2 separate regions of the Mus musculus genome follow, and region 2 is linked to region 1. Evidence: chromatin contacts called from public HiChIP or PLAC-seq data. All regions are on one chromosome and are shown on one strand. The core of a region is the stretch at or near the end of the contact, and the rest is flanking DNA. Distances in the headings are between cores, read along the strand shown.

Region 1 (7,149 bases), core at 1,882-4,381:
GCAGGCCATGAGCCTCGCTCCTCAGCTGGGTGACAATCATGGACTCAGCAATGGCACATGTCCTGTCTCTTATATGGACTCTGCTTGTCTCGTTGATGAGTTCTACCTGATATGGGTATGCCTTGGAATCTGTAGTTCACCTCCATTACATAGGAACACTTACAGCTCCATCTTCTTTGGACTCTGATATGCTTTGGGACTACCTCAGGAGTGACTGAGTCTTCTATGTAACTTCTAAATCAACCCATCGAAACAAAACTGTCTCAGGCTGCCAGAAGTGTAGGAGATTAAGTAGAAGGATCATTTTCATGGGGTTCCAACCAATGATGAGCTTCTGAGAACCTCAGAGCTTTGGGACGCAGAGTGAACTGAGGTGGGGTTGCAACAATCAAAAGGTTGCGTAGGCCCTTCTTACCATTCCAGTCTGCTTTCTACTGCGGTGGTAAAACAGCAACCAAAAACAACTTTGGGAGGGAAGGGCTAATTTGGCTTGTATGTGTTAGTCCATCATTAAGAGAAGCCAGTGCAGGAACTCAAGCAGAGCAGGAACCAAATTGGAAACCTCGAAGGAATGTTGCTTACTAGCTTGCTCCCCATGGCTTGCTCAGCCTGCTTTCTTATACAGTTGAGGTCCAGCTGCCCAAGGGCACCTCCCACAGTGGGCTAGGCCTTCCCACATCAATCATGAACTAGGAAAATGTCCACACAAACTTGCCTACAGGCCAAATCTCATGGTGTCATTTTTCTCACAAGGTTCCTTGTTGTCAATTGGCTCTCTCTGTGTGAAGTCAGCACACTTGGTAGAGAGAGATGAGCCAGCAGAGCACGGGCATAATCTGGGTGCCAGCTGTCCCGACAGAACAAATGATCTGACAGAACTGGGTACAGCCTGAGGGATTGCCGTCTTACACATATTCTCACTTACAGCACATGGAGGCGAGATGGCGTTCTTATACCTATCTTATTAGAGATTGGATTTGTGGAGCTGACATTGTTTTTTTTTTTTTTTTTTTTTTTTTTTTTTTTTTTAGAAAGTCAGTAGACAAGGATTCAAATCCATGTTATTCTACTTCATAGCTATGAGCCGTTGAAAAATTGCCCAAGTTGGAGTCCAGTGCCCTCCTTAGGAAAGGAGAGATGGCAATACAGACCTTGCTGGAAAACTGTCAGGATGAGAGGCAGCCCCATGGAGACCGATGCCAGCTACTTGGGAAGTCTTTGAAGGGGTCTGTCTTCTTTATAGGCAGCATAGCCCTGCACTGGACACCCTTCGCTGGCTCCCACTGTCAAGGTCAAAAGAGCTTTCGAAAGAGTTCAGGTTTTGCAGGAATAGCAACCACACATATGACCTTGACTGAGGGGTTCTGGGTTTTGCTTGTTCTGTTTTAGGTTTGGGGGTGGAGAGCATTGTTTTATTTTGAGACAGGGTCTCAATGCATCCCAGTCTAACCTTGAAATTGCTATGTAGCTGAAGATGTCCTTAAACTTGTGAACCTACAGTGCTGGGGTTACAGGTGTAGGACACTAGACCTGGTTCACAGTGTGCTGGAATGGAGCCAAGAGCATCATGTACAGTCCCTTGGCTTCAGGGTTTTTTTTTTTGTTGTTGTTGTTATTTGACAATTTTAGACAGCTGGCTGAATTCACTATGTTGCCCAAGTTGTCCTCGACCTCATGATCTTTCAGGTTGGCCTCCAAAGTTCTGGGGTTACCAGCATGTGCTTGTAATGGTTAAAAACATGAAGCCAACCAACCCTAGTAGTCTCTTCTATCCAAGCCGCCGGCTTCCAGGAGTGTTGACATGGCAGTTTGCTGCCCTCTGCTGTCCACAAGAGGAACGTACTAAAGTGGGTTTTTGTTGTTTTTTTTTTTTTTTTGGTTGGTTGGTTTGATTTGGTTTGGTTTTATTTTTTTAATTTCCAAGAACCCTGTGGCCCCAGGTGGCCCAGCCATACAAAACTTGCTCTACTTCTCTGAAAATAGCCCCAGAAATGGTAGTGCCAGGCCTGACTGTATAGTCTGAGGGGCCCAAAGACCTTGGTAAAATGTGTGACCTTGCAAGTTGTCCCCTGATTTCCATGAGTGTTACCCCTCCTTCTGCCTCCCTCTCCCCTCTTCTCTCTGTCTCCATCTACCCCTTCTGTCTTTCTGTATCTGTGTCTCTTTATGTCTCTGTCTGTCTCTGTGTTTCTCTGTGTCTCTGTCCCTGTATCTCTGTCTCTGTCTCTCTTACATGCACACACACACACACACACACACACACACACACACACACACACACACACACACACCAAAGACAAAACCTTTAAAAAGAAACACAGGAGGTTTTCTTTTTAAAACATGGTATTAAGCTAAGCTTTGGGCACTTATAAAGGTGACATCTTTATGTCCACCTGTGCCTTATGCCCTGAAACTAGGATGTCCTCATTTCTACCTGCTCCTGACATTAAACTCCTGGGCCACTAATCCCCTGAAGGATTTCCAGACGTTGCAAGATAGTAGATGGAGGTAAGTCTCTCCCTAACAGGATGGTCTTGTAAACAGAATTCTCTCGAGCAGACTCTATCACAAATCCAGCCTCTTTCCAACTCACTATTAAGGCCGGGGAGGGGGGGGGTAGGCAAAATCTCAGTACCCCCGTCCAGGCCCTGGGAGTCAATTCAGTCTTAGGCGCTGGTCCAGCAGAGATTCAGATGTCAATTCTGAACAGAGAAAGCTACATTGAGGACAGAGGAGACTTAAGACTATAGGGTGAGAAAATTCACTTAACAAAATTCTCCGAGAGATTATTCCAAAAGAGACCATGGGCCCACTGCTGTCACCTGCTACAAGGTAACTCGGTGTACATCTGGGGAAGAAGGAAAAAGGACGACGCAGAAAGACGCCAGGAGGGTTGGTGGGGGCGGGGCATGGCGCGGGCATCTCTGTGAGGGAATCTTGGCAGTGAGGTGGGGCAGCCTGGAGTGGATTCGGGGAACTGGTGATGTGTAAGGGGAGTGAAGCTCAAGATTAGCAGCAGTGGGAAATCACGCAGGCTCCAGACGGAGGCATAAGCACCCAGGGACCGCGCACACCGAGCCTCCCTCAGACTGGACCTGAGGGCATCACAAAATCAACTGTGCTGGTTCAGAGAATCCCTGGCTTCTGCACAGCTTCTATTCTTAACGTCTCCTGGCCACACAGACTGACAGGCAGCTGTCACAGGAGCGGGAGGGAGGAAAGCTCACAAGGTCAGAGCTCCTGAGTGACAGGACAGGCAAGGGTTGGGCATGCGCACACTCCACCTAGCGCCAGGGCTCATCTTCCGTGTCTATCTCTGTGGCCATGTGAAAAAGCCCTTAGCCTTGTTTCTTTGTCCTAGGGCTCTCTGTGGTCACCGTTCTCACTCTCCCTCCTCTGCCTCCTCCCTCCCTTCCCTCCGCCCCCACCTCTCCGTCTGTTTGTTTCCATCTTTGCTTTTTTCTGTCTAACTTTCCATTCTCCATTCTCTCTGCCTCTTTGTTTCCCATTAATGTGCTCACTGACGTCAAGGCCATTATGTGCATTACGTATTATTTTCCAATAAATATTTCCGTACAGCCGACGACAGTCGTCCATTTCTGTTGGTGGTTTTGCCCCCCCCCCCCCACCCTGTGGTTTTTAATCACTGAGTCTGTTGCCTGCCATCAGCTGCAGTCAGAGAAGAGCAAACGGACAATTTCACAAATAATCGACTCATGAGGTTTTAAGTTACATCCCAGTTTGAACACTGTGATGCAATCTCCAGCTGCTCCATCCTCCCTGGGGCATGACTGTTCCCTCTGTCCAGGGCATCCACAGTGTATATACTACCTAACCGTTTGTTACTTAGTAAGCCATCACCCTAACTCTGCTATATCTCCATGCTTGTGCTCAAGTCACCTTAACTCTACTTAACAGCATCCTGGAGCACCAGAGAGAGCATCAAGTGTGGGAGGATCCATCAACTCTGGGACTCTGTGGTCATGCTATAATTAGGACATCTTTGAAACTGCGGTTTCACACAGTCAATGAGAATCTTGGACTATGGCCCTCCTGAATAGAAAGAGAGAAGGGTATGCAAGCACAGCGTGACCTCTAACCTCATTCCCACCTCTGTGCCCAAATGTCCAGATGTGCTGACAAAAATTAATCCAAACTCCCTTTACTTTGTGACTAGATTCGAGACTGACCTCATGAGAAGACTCAGCAACTATAAAAAGGAAAAGACAATGTAACTCCCACATCAAGGGAACTGATACAATGTTCACTCAGTAAGACTTCTGTTCACAGAAATGATTACAGACACATCTGCTGGGTGGACGCCACTTGAAATGCAGCTATCCGACAGCACTGAAGAGTGAAGCCAGTAGGCAGGCTCTGGGAAAAGCCAGGCATGAAGCAGAGATGTTACTGAAGTGTGATCCCTCCCTGCTTCTGCTCTTTGAGCCTGGGGGTACCCAGTGGTGTATGAGCTACTGCTGGGACTGGTGAAAAGCAGCCATCATTTTGGTCCCTGAAACAGAAGGTTGCATTCAGAACGATGACAGCTGACAGACCAGGAAGGTTGGGAGCCTGAGACACCCTGTCCCCAGCCCTCTCTAAATGCTACCCAATCCTGCCGCTGGCTGACCCCTGAACCGAGCATGCTCAGGAAGAGAGGAAGCGTCTCAGCTAAGGACAAAAACACCTTAGAAAGAAGCCACTGCTACAAAATAAGGCTAGTTGGAATTCAGTGGAGAAAGCCCCAGTGAAGGTGGGCATGAAGGTGCAGCATCCCAGGAGCAGAGGGGAATTGCAACAAGTGAGCTGGGCTGCACAGGAGTTCCAGGTCAGCAGGGTCAGATCCTGTGTTAAAAGTAAGGGGTGCAGACAGACACTTTTATTGTGAAGGGAGAGGCAAACTGTCTAAATTTGCAGATGACAAGGTCCTATAATTCTTTACAAAAAGCTATTCAACTTAATAAACAATTTTACAAATGGTGGATACAGAGTCAGGCCACAAGTCGAATGAATTCCCATGTATTCACATGGGTAGATTAAAATGAGGTTTCAAGAAGAAAAAGGAAGAGGAGGAGGAAGGAGGAGGAGGGGGGAGTGGAAGAGGAGGAGGAAAGTGGAGAAGAAGGAGGTGGAGGGAGGTGGAAGAGGGGAGAGGAGGAGGAGGAGGGAGGAGGAGGAGGAGGGGGAGGAGGAGGGGGGAGGAGGAGGAGGAGGGGGAGGAGGAGAGGAATCACATCTTTTAAAAAGATAAAACAGGCTTTATTGTGATTTAAGGCTTTTGCTCCTCAAATGGTCAAGCTAAGAAACTGCAAGGCAAGCCAGAGAAGGAGAAAAGATTGGCAAGGCATCTATGCAAAAACAGGCTTGTATCCAGACTATATCAAACCCTCCCAAGACTCAATGACTAAAAGAAATAAATATGAGGAAAAGATTCGAGGGGGTCACTTCCTAAGATAAACGAGTAGCTAAGGGGCACATGGAGAGCACTGGGTCTCACTAGGTCATCCAGGAAGTTCAAGTTAAAACCACAAAGAGATGCTATTATGTACCTATCAGAAGGCTAAATGGTGAAGAATGACAACTACCAATTCCAAAGGCGGCATCCATGGCTGGAGGCCATGGGGAATGGCACAGTTGTGTGGAGAAATAAAGGGACAAGCTCTTACAAAGACACAATTGCCAATGACTCAATGACATGTCCACAAAAAGGCTCAGCACAGACACTTCTCACAGCAGCAGGATACACTAAAGCCCAAAAGTTGGGAACAACTCAAATGCCTGTCAGCTGGGATTCAACAGTGGTGCATGTGCGCTTTGGGACACTACTGTTGGCAATGAAAAGGCAATGAACTACTTACTGCTTTTAGAAATATCATTGATGACACTGAAACACATTATTGGGAGTGAAAGGAAGCGAACAGAAAGGACTGCATGCCGCATGCCACCGATTACGTGAACTCCCAGAAAAGCCAAAAGTAGAAGAACAGAGCACAAACTAGTGCTTGCCTGCCTGAGCCTGGCTGTCATGGGGAGGGGATGGCTTGAAGAGAAGTGGGAAGCTCTAGGTGTAGGTGGTGCATATGTGCTGTACTTTATGTGGTGACAGTTATGCAACTGAGTGCAATTTTCCAAACTCATTGTTTACTTCTAATGAGAGCAAATTACACTTTTAAAAGGCTGGATTTAAAGACAGACAGCATGAGCTGGGTGGTGGCTCAGTGGGTAAAGGCATCTTTGTAAAAGCCAGGATTGGTGGCACCATCTTTAACCCCCGCGCTTTGTGGGGTGGAGGTGGAAAGAGGAGGCTCCCCAGAGCTGGCTGGCCAGGGAGCTCCTGGGTCAGTGAAAGACCCTGACTCAAAAAATAAGGTGGAAAACAACAAAGGAAGACACCCAGTGTCAACTTCTGGCCACTGTGTGCATGTATGGATATGTGTGCTCATATACATTAGTGCATGAATGCACACATTAATTGATTAGTAAACAAGATCACAGCAAGGAGTTCTTCCTCATAGTTACAATATATGGGGTTCAAATATGCATGTCCTTTATACTTGCATAATGGTCCATTGTGCCAATAAATAGTTAATGAGGATGGAGAAATGACTCAGAGGTTGGGAGTAGATTGCAAAGAACCCTAGTTTGGTCCTAGTACTCCTGTTGGCTCAAGAACTCCCTGTAACTCCAGACCCAGGAGATCTGATGTCCTCTTCTGTCTTTCATAGGCACTGCCTTCTCATGGTGAAAGAGGCATCTCCTTTCTCTAGACTGAAGAGAACAGAGAAGAACAGAGCAATGAAGGAGCTAAAGATGGGGGGAATCCTATGCCTTCCCCATCAGAGGCTGGGACTTGTGCTGTATAAGGGAGGGAGTGCCTGCATCTTGCCATTAGAGCATGCACTCTCCACTCACAAAGCCCAAGTGTGCACTTGCCCATTTTTCAGGGCATTGTTAAAAAATGGCAAAGCAGGGAGAAAAGATGGATTGAAATGGCAAGAACATCAACTAATAATTGATACATTCTCCTAACTTGTTCTTCCTCTCCAAGAGTTCATGAGTCATTTTTTTATTCTGATTTGGTTTTTTTGGTTTTTGTCTGTTTGGTTTTCCGAGACAGGGTTTCTCTGTGTAGCCCTGGCTGTCCTGGAA
Region 2 (7,149 bases), core at 1,892-4,391, 380 kb before region 1:
TGTGGGGCAGCCTCCCCTGGCATCCAGCATCTCCTACATCAAGGTGGGAGGCAGAAGCTCATGCTGTGGCCAGAAACAAGAGATCAAGAGAAGCCGGGCGTGGTGGCGCACGCCTTTAATCCCAGCACTCGGGAGGCAGAGGCAGGCGGATTTCTGAGTTCGAGGCCAGCCTGGTCTACAAAGTGAGTTCCAGGACAGCCAGGGCTGCACAGAGAAACCCTGTCTCGAAAAACCAAAAAAACAAAAAGAGAGAACAAGAGAGACCCTGCTTCAAAATAAGGTGGGAGGAGAGAACCAACTCCTGAAAACAGTCCTCTGACCTACACACACACACACACACACACACACACTCAGACACTCACATACACACCATGAGTTTTCTATCTCTCTCTCACACACACACACACACTCACACACACACACATACACATATACACATACACCATATGTCCTGTGTGTGTGTGTCTCTCACACACACACATATATACATACACACACACCATGCATTCTCTGTCTCTGTTTCTGTCTATCTCTCATACACACACACACATACACAAATACACCATGCGTCCTATGTGTGTGTGTGTGTCTCTCTGTCTCTCTCTCTGTCTCTCTCTTTCACACACACACACATATACACACACATATGCACACACCATGCATTCTCTGTCTCTCTCTCTCTCTGTCTGTCTGTCTGTCTGTCTCTCTCTCTCTCTCTCTCTCACACACACACACACACACACACACACACACACACACACACACATAATAACTAAAAGAGAAAGAAGCCGTAAAATGAGGAAGGCAGGAGAGACAGATTATAAGGGCCTTGAGTTATTTGCTAACAGATGTGTTTAGCAGATAGGAAATGGAGAGTCTCCAATAGGATTTAAATGCAGAGACAGCAAAATCAAGTGCTTTGGGTAGTCTAGCAACAGTTCTGGGGATGAAAGACAGAAGAGCGCTCAGAGGTACGAGGGCCAGACTCGGAAAATGGCAAGGGATGGTGAGAACTGAACAATGGCAGGCAGGTAGGGAAGCAGAAAACACCTCTAGAACAGCTGGGCTTGGGATGAGCGCCCAACAGGAAGATATCGATGGCTCCCCTAGCTCAGGGTGGCGTGGCTGCTGCTGCTACTCACTGATTGGGGAAGAGGACAAGGATCAAAAAGGAGAGCAACTTTTTTTTTTTTAAAAAACTTGAGACACACTCACACTGAGCATCATGCCCATCACAGAGCATTTTTACCAGCAGAAAACCAAATCCGAGCTTCCTGGTAGCCAGGGAGGCTGACTTTATACAACTGTGCCAAACCATAGAAAAGCACTTGAAAAGAGGGCCATGGGTGCTAAAGAAGGCACCAACAGTCTGTCTCCAGACAGCCCAGCAAAAGGAAAGAAATCCCAATCAGGTGGAGAGGGGTGTGGAAGACCTTGAAAGGGGCTGGCAGCATTAGGGGAAAGGCAGTGTGGCTCAGATGTACTGAAGAGCGGCATCATATGTTTGCATCATATGCTAATTATTATGATTCTTCAAGAGCGGCAGGGAACAATGGAGGGTTTTAACTGGGGAGGGTGAGGTAAGGGATAAAAAGATTCTTTGTTAAAAGGCCTCATCACAGCTGTGTGGCAAAGCAGAAAGTGCAGTGTTGACCTCCTCAGACCTGGAGAGAGTTGAGGGTAGCTGGCTCCAAGAGGTGAGACAGGCTCTTGGAAGCTGCTCTGGCTGAGAGACATGGGCCTTTCACTGGGCACACCAGGAGCAAGGCAGGATGATAGCCTGGCATCTCTGCCTTCATTTTGTGTTGTCTCCTTTACTTTGGCCAAAGGCACAGAGGTAAATGGTTGCCTTGAACCTGCCATCACCCTGGACTTCAGAAGAACAAACCCCGGGAGGAACAGTCCATCCCAAACAAGGGTGGTTACCCATGTGGGCAAGGCTTCACCCCGGAAGCGATTGTGTCCCAAGCCTTCCTTGTATCTTCACATCCCAGTAATTACGGATTTGGCCCAGTGTTTAGGAACTGAGCTAAGCCAGTGTTCAGCCAGTGCACACTCAGACTACAGCTGTAATGAGGCTTGTTGCCCCTTGCTCCAGTTACTCCTCTATTTCATCCTAAAGCATGGGTCAGTTCTCCAACAGACAGACTTGGGGCTTTTATCTGTTTCTCTTCTCTTTATGGGCCACACAGAAGACATCTCTCCCTGTCACCTTCACCTGTTTCTCTAATGGGACAAGTGGCCTAGCTCGTTGCGGCTGCTAGAGCCTAGGTGTCGGTCCTAAAATGTCCGGTTCCACAGCTGGAGAAACCACTCAGTGCTTAAGAACGCTTGCTGCGCTTGCAGGAGAGGAGAGCCCATATGGTGCTCATGTCTGTACCCATATCTGTAATGACAGTTTTAGGGGATCTAAGGCCCTCTTCTGGCCTCTCTGGGTACCAGGCAGCACATTATAAACACACAAAGCACCTGAATGCCTAAAATGAAAATAATTTTTTTTTTAAATCTCTGGCTATGGGCTGGAGAGATGGCTCAGTGGCTAAGAGCACTGCCTGCTCTTCCAGAGGTCCTGAGTTCAACTCCCAGCATTCACATGGTAGCTCACAACCATCTGTAATGAGATCTGATACCCTCTTCTGATGTGTCTGAAGACATCCACAGTGTAGTTATAAAATAAATAAATCTTTTTTTAAGAACTTTGTATTTTTTTTTTTAAAAATCTCTTGTTATACCTGGACATAAATAAATACCCTTCAGTGATATTAGCAGGTGGTACAAGTTGAGGTCCAATTGGCCATTCTAGATCGCCCCTAAAGCTTATAAAGAAGATACCTGGAGTTCAAAAGAAAAGCTGCGGTAGAAATGTAAACTTAGAGGTTTTTGATCTGTGGGTGACATTACCTATATACACATCAATATGGACAGAGGAGAGTGGCCCCAGGGCAGAGAGGAGAAGACAGAACCATGAACAGTTCAACACATGAGGTCACTAGGGAAATTGGCCAGAAGGATTCTAGAAAGGTGGGAACTCAAGAGACAGAACTGTTTTTTTTTTTTCCCCAAGCCACATCAGAAGTTACACACAGAAAGCCTATTCACAAGCCTATGTCCCCATGGCAACACATCAGGGCTCTAGGGCTCCCCATCCCCCACTCCAGTTGCCCAAGGCTGTAAGGTGAGAGGTGGCCCAGGCTGCAGGCTACGGAGTGGCTGCTCTGCAGAGCCGAAAAGCCCTGACTCCAGATAAGCCTCCCTCACGGCTGTTAACTGTACCTTTTTTCTTTGAACAGGTAGAGGCGAAGTCCTTATCTTCCACCTTTACTGAAGGCCTGTTGCACTTCATTCTACAGAAGAAAGAGCGGCGGGCTCCAGAGCATAGCCGGGAGGGCCCAGGGGTTATATCCGTTTTAACCGGAAGTCCAGCTGCAAATCAACACAAAATGTGGTGAAATGAGGGCAGAACTGTCTGTCAGGAGGGGCAGTGTGACCTCCACACAACCCTTACTGCCACACTGTTCTCTCCGGGGGCCCGTGCTCATGTGGGAACGGTTACAGAGGGTAAGAAGTGCGGGAGCACAGGTGGCGTGGGTCCTCTGGGGGAGGAAATGGAGGCATACCACTAGGGGCTGATAACAGGGAACCGTAGCGGTTGGGAGGGGCACAGGACTGATTTGAAATTTCAGCTTAACAGAGTCCCTTGGGGGCTCTGATCAGTCAGCCCCATTCTGGATGTGTGCTCCCTGCGACAGCCACTAGGTTCATGCTGCTACTGAGCATGGAATATGGCCTTTCTGAACTAAAAAGGGCTGAGTGAAGTATATGCAGGATTTCAGAGGCAGCACCAAAGAAATGTTAAAGAACTTTAAATCTTTAGTAATAATTACATCAACATAGTACTTTAGATTGATTGTGTTAGGTGTGATGTTATAATTAGCTTTGCATTTATTCTTGCTTTTGAATCATGGGGCTACCCAAAACCCCAAACTAGACGAGCTTGTGTTCAGACTTGTGGTTTTAACCACGGCACTATGGATGGAGCCCTGAGCTTTTAACCACAGCACTGTGGACGGAGCCCTGAGCCTTTGGCACACTTGATAAGCACGATATCAAGCTGCCAGTTTGTTCTGCTGGGCTAGACTGAATTGCAGGTAGAGCAAGGCTACTGAAAGCTCCTGGCTGACATTGACACGCTTGCCTCTTACCTTCCTCATGGCTGTGAAGTTGGGACTACAGACACCACTGGGGTAGCACCGCACCCATGCCAAGCAGTGGCCGCTGCTCAGGGAGCCTCTCCCCACTGCCTTTCCCAAACTGGCTCTGTTAACTTCTCTAGAATGCCAGCCCAAGCCTGCCATATTGGTTCAGTGCCCTTCTCTGTATCTCTCTGCCTGCACATTTTGATGGAGGCAGCAAACAGGCTCTGGGACTCCACACAGGTTTTTCTCTGCTGGCCGCTTCCCCTGTTCATCCCCTCCCCTTGCTGGCACACATTAGCTCATCTTTACAAGCACACCTCAGCTGACGCAGGCTCATGGCCCATGCCGGGCACTACTACTGCAGCTGCAACTATCCTGCAGAGTGCTGCCCATGTCACTGACTCCTGACCATGCGGGAAGAGCCTCAAGGACAAAATTCACTGGAAGGTGCCGAAGCCAGCCTACAGTGGGCAACAGGCATCAGGGCCTGCTTTCATGGAGAAGCACAACTTCCTGAAAGGTGCCTGGGAGAAGTTCTCTGACACCATCTCTATCACCAATCAACATGGAGAACTGAGCCACAAGGAAGCCATTATGTCAACTGCACTGAGCTCAAGCAGACCCAACACCAGTCAGTGCCACACTTGCCCCATGCTAGAAACCGTCTACATTCTCCTTCTAGCAAGTCAGCACCAACATTGTGAAACTTTTCAACAACCCAATGACATACTACATTTTATAGGCGAGGAAACTGAGGCACAGAGAGGTGACCTTCCTCACAGCCACACATCCAGTGAATGGCAGAGGCAGGATGTGCACCTAACCAACCACAGGGCCAGCTCCTGAGTCTTGGCCTGGGAACGGCTGTCGGGGGCAAGGGCTGGGGCCGGAGAAATGCTGATCCTAGGCTGCAGGAAGTAAAGAGCCTTGTACGGATCTAAGAAACACTGGCATCAGTGCAGCTCAGAGGGGTGGGGGTGGGCGGAGAGAGAAAGATTTGTTCTGGAGAACAGGACAATATGAGTCTTTTCAACTTAAGAACATGCTATTAGAAAGTTATAGATTCCGGGAGGGGGGGGGAAAGTTAACCAGAAATCAGACAGAATCTAGTCAAAGTGGCTCTTCCTTGCACTAAGTTTGGCCATTGAAACCTCTCTTCTTTAGATAGTCCACAATGTTAACAAACCCAAGTGAGCATAAATAAGTCCATTTAGCCACAGCCAGCAGCTGTAATGGAGAAGAAATATGGCAGAGAGGTAAGAACAGAGAGGCTGGGCCCCAGGAACCCGTCTCTGTCCCCGCACAGTGGTGAGGCAGCGTCCGAGCGAGCGGCATGGTGGGTGAGGAGAAGACACACAGCCTCCCCTGCACTCACTCTTGGCATCAATGAGTCGCTCCCGGGGCGCAGTGTCCGAGGAAGATAGCTGTTCCTTAACTTTGGCAATATCTTTTGGATGCAGGTAGTCAAACAAGCTCTGGCCAATAAGGTCATTCTGTGGGGATGACAGATGAATGGACAGTCAGCACGGCTGAGATACACAAGATGCAGGAGTAGCCCCCGTCTGTACAGCCCTGGCCTCTACTCTGCCTTCTGAACCCTGGCCATCTCAAGCATTTATGGAATGCTGCACACACATCCAGACTTTTGCTGGGTAGACACCTGGAAGAAACATTGGTCCAACACCCCTAAATGCCCAGCAGACATTAAAAGAAAAAGCTACAGAGAACGGGCTATTTCCAACTCTGTCCAGAAGATATGCCTTTCACCAGCTCTATAAGACGCAAATTGGTGAGAGGGGCACCAGCACATTTGAAGGGTTTTGTTCTTTCCCTTTTCCTTGTGCCACATCTTAGCATTGGAGATGCTTCTGCTCAATTAGATGAATTAAATTCACTGGGTTTAGTTGGATTCCGAGGTAACAAGGGCCAGGTGGCAGCATTGAATCGCTGGAGACAAGGTGATTCTAGTTATTATAATGGACAGCGTAGACAAAAGAATGTTTATAATAACATACCCAGTAATGTTCAGCACAGGAGAGGTGAAATTTATAATGGCATGACTCGCTTGGACCTTTGGTACTGGCTAACCAATCATGGTGTTTCCAGGAATGAAATACTTCGTTCGTTTCTGAGGGGTACTGTTTGTTTTGACATAGAATTTCCCTGGACATTCTATTGACATAGAATTCCACCTTGCCTGTGTTACTCGGGTCATGACCTTCCTATCTCAGCCACCTGGGTACTAGGGTAAGTGTCCAACTATACAAGTCCTATCTTTGTGTGCCTTCACCACCTGTGTCTGCTAACAGAGATAACAGACTTCCCTTTATGAGTGCCCTCAGAAGAAAAATTAAAAAGCAAAACATCTTGGAAAAGCTAAATTTACATGGATTCTCATTTATAGAAATGGCATTTTGACTAAAAACTTCTGCCTACCAGGCTTCCATGCAATTACCAAGACGTAATTGGGTGAATGAATTAACACATATTCTGAGGACATAATAGGTGAAATGATTATTCTAGAAGCTTTCATATGTTCCTCTTATTTGATCCTACAAGCTATTCAAAACAGAAAAACAAAAACTGTACATGACAGTTAATGGTAACAGAATCTAGAATCCCCCGGGACATTGAGCATCTGGGCGTGCTGGGGCGTGGGGGTAATCTCCATTGTGAAGTGACGTGGGAAGACCCAACCACTGTGCCAGGCATAGTTCCAGGACTGAGATCCTGGCCTGCATAAACAGAAAAAGGGAGGTGGGCCTCTGGGGTAAGTTCCCAAGATTCCTATTCTTGGGTATTGAATTACCTGCCTACCTTTCTCTCCCTTTCAGACAGCTTCACTCCCCATCCTAGTCCACAGATGTGGGATCTTCATTTTGTAGCGAGAAGAAAACTTAAGCTGTTGCTTGGGTCAGAGTCAAACATTCCAGTTGGGGAAAATACGGGATGT

The links. HiChIP or PLAC-seq counts read pairs in DNA pulled down with a chosen protein or histone mark.
Region 2: a contact with region 1 is called in an H3K27ac HiChIP or PLAC-seq map of acute myeloid leukemia, with 7 times the contacts expected there. The contact joins two enhancer-like sites. A contact is called at or near these places in 14 of 484 Hi-C or Micro-C datasets (the Ba/F3 cell line, the G1E-ER4 cell line, Sertoli cells and 6 more), 1 of 115 datasets of contacts at active chromatin or transcription factors (acute myeloid leukemia) and 1 of 9 other capture datasets (embryonic stem cells).

Annotation. Positions count from the first base shown.
Region 1 is chr7:112,914,678-112,921,826 of GRCm38.p6, reverse strand. No RefSeq gene overlaps it. Among named protein-coding and RNA genes, the nearest start is that of Rassf10, 36 kb to the left of the region's middle. Within about 2 kb of position 3,131, at least 51 of the 459 cell types and tissues checked have an H3K27ac peak or open chromatin away from gene starts, as enhancers often do. A contact at or near this core is called in the G1E-ER4 cell line, acute myeloid leukemia and stem cell-derived motor neurons, where this site is marked.
Region 2 is chr7:113,291,718-113,298,866 of GRCm38.p6, reverse strand. Arntl (aryl hydrocarbon receptor nuclear translocator-like) reads right to left here. Exons shown (of 20, transcript NM_007489.4): 11 at 5,572-5,689; 12 at 3,274-3,423. Among named protein-coding and RNA genes, the nearest start is that of Gm33721, 34 kb to the right of the region's middle. Within about 2 kb of position 3,141, at least 146 of the 459 cell types and tissues checked have an H3K27ac peak or open chromatin away from gene starts, as enhancers often do. A contact at or near this core is called in the G1E-ER4 cell line, acute myeloid leukemia and stem cell-derived motor neurons, where this site is marked.